Regions from separate parts of the Drosophila melanogaster genome. Here region 1 is linked to region 2. A link is a contact called in public Hi-C data. All regions are on one chromosome and are shown on one strand. The core of a region is the stretch at or near the end of the contact, and the rest is flanking DNA. Distances in the headings are between cores, read along the strand shown. Region 1 holds the start of CaMKI (Calcium/calmodulin-dependent protein kinase I). Region 2 holds the start of lncRNA:CR44441 (long non-coding RNA:CR44441).

What was found. Hi-C and Micro-C count contacts between places; a contact is called where the count stands out from the background.
Region 1: a contact with region 2 is called in a Hi-C map of the Kc167 cell line, with 4 times the contacts expected there. The contact joins the promoter of CaMKI here to the promoter of lncRNA:CR44441 in region 2. A contact is called at or near these places in 40 of 107 Hi-C or Micro-C datasets (the Clone 8 cell line, the Kc167 cell line, the ML-DmBG3-c2 cell line and 15 more) and 2 of 6 datasets of contacts at active chromatin or transcription factors (both in the Kc167 cell line).

What each region holds. Positions count from the first base shown.
Region 1 is chr4:444,240-446,939 of dm6, reverse strand. It overlaps CaMKI (Calcium/calmodulin-dependent protein kinase I), which reads right to left and starts at 1,436. Exons shown (of 8, transcript NM_166764.2): 1 at 1,292-1,436.
Region 2 is chr4:193,408-196,110 of dm6, reverse strand. It overlaps lncRNA:CR44441 (long non-coding RNA:CR44441), which reads right to left and starts at 1,379. Exons shown (of 1, transcript NR_123744.2): 1 at 211-1,379. Abcd1 (ATP binding cassette subfamily D member 1) reads left to right here and starts at 2,282. Exons shown (of 10, transcript NM_166736.4): 1 at 2,282-2,566.

The DNA of each region.
Region 1 (2,700 bases), core at 187-2,686, 250 kb before region 2:
TTTTTGCCAAACAAAGGCATTTCTAAGCAAGTTGATTTTGAAGTAGTATGTATTTTAGATTGCCGAAATTCGCATGGTTATTACTCTTCAACAGTTTAAGCCAGACTTCTCACAGGGTTCTAAAAGTTATAACGACGAACCCTATCAGCGAAGACGATCATATATATTCACAAAAGCAGGTTACATACATACATAGCTAGACACAAAGCAATGCAGTTGTTTTCGGTTTGGGAGCTCAATTATTCCGCTCAGTAATGAGCCCAGCTGCCAAAGGTTAAATTTTAGCTGATTACCTTATATTGCGTACATCTGTAGTCGAAAACAGACACTTGCATATCACACAATATTTACGTATATATATATATATATATATATATATACAATAATATACAATATTTATATATATGCATATATATACATATACATATATAATATATAATTGGGTTTATTTACATATACATGTATAAGTTTTATACATGCTTAAGAAGTATTACGAATTAACCAAAACAAGCGCAGGATCTCGGTGGCTTCACTTGAAAGCAGAAAACAATTGAAGACGAATTTTCAAAACGTTCCCCATATTGCAGACTTTGTTGCAAGCCAACACGTTTCTATTTAAAAAAAATACATCAAATGTATCTAGAAACTGTTTACAGGTCCTTTTGTTTACACAAATATTTATTCAGTATTCTCCAAATCTATAAATACTTGTGCGTTGCAGCGTAATGTCTGTTTTAAAGGAATACACACGCTAGGAATTACAATTACTTTTAGTATTGATTTATTGATTTTCTTCAGGCGCTGGCGCAACCATTGTGGCAGTGTTGACCAGTCAGCTATTTTTTCCTAAAAACTTTGTACTACTAATCTATGTATATGTAGTTTTTCCCAAAAGCGAATTGTTAGTCATTTTTCTCTGGAGCGCTTATATGTATATACATATAGCATAGTAAGTTAGTGATTATACATCTTACCTTTTTATTTGCAAAGCAAATGTAATGAATTTGTTTTTTGATTAGCTCATAGACTATCGGACACGAACAAAAAAATTAATTTTTCAAGTTATGTCGTTATTTTTTTTACATAATACTTAATACTATACATTTATACAGTTAAAATCTTTCAAAAAAGTAACTTTCAACCAAATCCGGAAATAAATTCTCAGTACGATTTTCACAAATTGGTTTACCGTGACACACTGCTCCATTGTTTCCAAATCTTAGCGGAACTTTAAACGTGACAAACTTATTTTGAAACATTAGCATTGACTGTTAAAATTGTGATACGTCACCTGGTTCTGGTTAAGTCAAAACAAATTGAACAAAAATTTCTTGGTGATTAAAAATATTTAAATAAATTTATATCTGTACTCTATTGATTTCCTATTGATATTTTGGAACTAAACCTTGGAACCAATCTTGGAAATTATAATTCTTGCGAACGTTCATGGACAGGAACAGGGCGAGACATTTCATTCCAAAGAAACAGTTGGGAAATGAAAACGCTTTAAGTTCTAATTAAAACAACTACCACTAGACTGAAGCTTAAGAAATAAATGCTTAAGCTAAATGTATTATATAATTTTTATTATCTGCAACATTTTAGTGAATAAACAGTTAATAATTGGAGTACATTCAAATTTGTATGTTGTTCTCAGATAGGTGACTGTGGCATGGATAATAGCATTTTCACACAGATACCAATATATCCGTTAAATTCTTAAAGTGAAAATTTTCAAGTTAATTAAAATTATTATGGATTTTTAAAAGAACTTTTTGAGGCAACACTTACTGGTTAGTAATCTATATAATGTAAGCATTAAATCAAACTTTTAACTTATAAGCATTTTATGGAATCATAAATATTCTTAATTGCTTTTAAATAAATTAAATTTAAATTAATAAATTTTAATAAATTAAAATCTCGCTTAGGTGTTTGCGACTATGGAAAACATGCTTAATATCCTAAGACCAAAAAATTTACAAATTTTTTTTTTTTTAATGCGTATCTTGATTTAGAGATTCAAGACCAAAATATATATATATATATATATTAAATAACATTCAAATCATAGAAGCATTTTAAATTAAATTTAATTTAAATTTAAATTAATAAATTTTAATAAATTAAAATCTCGCTTAGGTGTTTGCGACTATGGAAAACATGCTTAATATCCTAGGACCAAAAAATTTACAAATTTTTTTTTTTTTAATGCGTATCTTGATTTAGAGATTCAAGACCAAAATAGCTGTCATATATATATTAAATAACATTCAAATCATAGAAGCAATACTGTTTTGGGATTTGTCTAAGCAACAAACATTTTTGTTTAAATGAAAACATAATTGCATTTCATTTTTTATTCATGAATTAATGCAAAACAAGAGAAAACTCTTTAGTAGATATCCCCGATATGAGATACCCGCAACTCAGCAAGTTTTTTGTTAAGATAAAATGGGAAAAAAGCTAAAATAGCTTTGACAAATGTGGACGTGTCAGTTTTGGGTGGCTTATGGGTGTTTTGCAGACAAATATAAAGGCAGAAACACACGGAAAGACGGACATAGCCAGATCAACTCATCTATAACTATCCTGATAAAGTACATATATCTTTTACTCCACGTGCAATGGGCTATATTATTTGTGAGAACAACACAACGACGCCGGCTGTTCAGATATTTATAAGAGTTTTGCGATATC
Region 2 (2,703 bases), core at 130-2,629:
TCTATGTCTTTGGAATCTGTATGCTGAATCCCAACCTTATAGCTTTTATAGTTCCTGAGATCTCGACGTTCATACGGACAGACGGAAATGGCTAGATCGACTCGGTTATTGATCCTTATCAAGAATATATACATATACTTTACATGGTCTTAAACGCTTCCTTTTGCCCGTTACAAACTTTTCAACGAATGTAGTGTACATTTTTATTTTACGAGTAACGGGTATAAACACTGTTACTTGATATATAATTCTTTTGTAAACTAAATTTTTACTGTTAGTCGTAAAATAAATGTATATACTTGATTCCATTAAAAATATATAAGAGATATAAGTAAGCATTTCTAATAAAATAACAAATAATTTAAATTAAGAGCTAGTGAATTAATAAAAGCTGCGGCAGCAGAGGCCTTCCTCCTTGTTTACATCTAGATGGATAGAATAATCTTGTTAAGGTTACATTATAGCTGGTAGTACAGATTGACGATATAAATGTATTTAAGGATATTTAATATGTTTGTCGTTGCAGAACTGACTGATTGTCTGTTGGGTTTGGTCGAGGTAGTGCTTGTGTGTTATTAGTGTATGTCCCGAGTCTGATAAGATGATTTGTTGGATGTTTGAAACCAAGTTTTTTTCATCTTGGTTAGGTATTTCTTATTCAATAGTTGTAAGTGGTTGGCTTGTTGTATTCCAACTTGTCCTAGTATCCAAAGGAGTTTAAAATTGGTATTGAATTTTTGTAGTAGGTTGCGTGCGTGAGATATGTAGTGATCGCTGTTGTTTAGATTTTTAATAGCGGAAAGTGAGTCTGAACATATGCAGAATTTTCCTCTTTTATTTTTGTTGGTTTTTAGGGCCTATAAGGGCTAGAAGCTCTGCTGCGAAGACCGTTCGTTTGCTTTTCTGTAAAAAGTCTCCTGAAAAGTTGTGGGGTCGTGTTGCTTTCGTTGAACTTATTGAGTGTTGTGTCAATTTTGGAGAGATTGGTGTTCCAGGGAGGTAAGGACTGCGCGGGTATTTTTTGTTGTTTAAATGGTAGTTAATGGGCTTTGCTTTTTCTATTATTCGGTCTATTGCTGATTTGTATGGGGGACGTTTTGATGAGCGGTATGATTTTAATATTTTTTATGATTGGGGAGTTGTTAGCGTTGAATAAGGTTTTTGTGAGCTTTGTTATTATTAGGAAGTCCTGTCTATCTTCCAAAGCGCCAAGAGTGATAGATAGTCGAATGATTTATGTATAATATTGGCACTTATCCTAAAATGTTCACAAACTTTTGTTCAACCACTTTTTAAAGTCTTGGAAAAAACATTTTATCTTTGTGTGTTCGTATTAATATATATAGATATTACACGTTTTTTTTCATAAAATATCGATCATTGTCATAGCCCAGTTCCATTATCAAATGGTTTTTTAGCAGATGTGATAGTGAAAGTTCGTAATCGTTTGTACATTTGAGACACAGTTATATGCAACGTGCTGCCACAACTACTATGTATTATGTATAATACTATTTTTTACCTTTTATTTGTCTAAAATCTTCTTTTGTTCCTTACAGCACTTATTGTTTTAAATTATTTTCTATTTTGCGGAAACGAAAAATTATATTGTTTATGTATATACAAATTTTTGTTGTTAGTATTGCCAATATCAAAACTAACTTATTTAATATTATTAATAAATTTCATAGAATGCAAATATGAGTATATATTGCTGTTTTGCAATGAAAATTGCATTAAAATTGCGAGTGCGAGGCAGATATGCCAAACCAAAAAAGTAGCTGTTTAGGTTATTTAGGCGTTACTGTTATCGACATGTTAACTTCCAAATGAATAATTTAAACTTTTCCGGGGATCGATTTTGGTTCTGATGCTGAATGGAATATAGTAACTAGAAAAACTGAATCCTGGAATAAACGATATCTTTCCTTCTCATTATTCTCAAAGTTCTCGGTTGCTTTATTGACATTGGAGACAAAATCAACGGAAGTATTTTAGGATATGTAAATGTTAACTTTATATATTTTCAGTCATTTTTTTTGCTGTTCCAAATTGGTACAACAATACAAGAATGAAGGAAGCCATCCCTAAAAGTGTACTCACACTACAATTTGCAGGATACTTTTAAAAGGAACTTTTGTCCAATCTTTTTTAATTAAAAACAATTTTAAAGGGCCCACGTATTTTATTTCCACCGTTCCATAATTGTTACTAAGCATGTGACGCTATCTTTACGCACATAGCCACACATAAAATTTTGATTGGAAAAGTTTGAGACATTACTAAGTAAGTTACTTTTCTATTTGAAAATTAATCCAAACCTACGAAACCTGCCTTTTACAACTAATAACTCTATATATATATATATCTATTATTTTTGAAACCATCGAAAGCCATCGTAAAATGTTATTGATTATATGGACGATTAATGCCAAAATGTACGTGTTTGTATATGCGTATAAAAAAGTATGGTTATTTTTTTCAGTTTATTGACGTTTAATGTAACTGAAATGGCAAAGAACGCTTACAGCAATCCATACCTCACACATACTAACTGTGCACCTAGGTATGGCTATGTACATACTTTTACTGAAAACAACAAGCTTTAAGCTCTTGTGCAGTTCGGTCATAGCCTTAGATTCTTTCACTTGCCTGGCAGTATCCTTCGGGGACTGTCTATTCTAACAGTACAAATCGTTTATA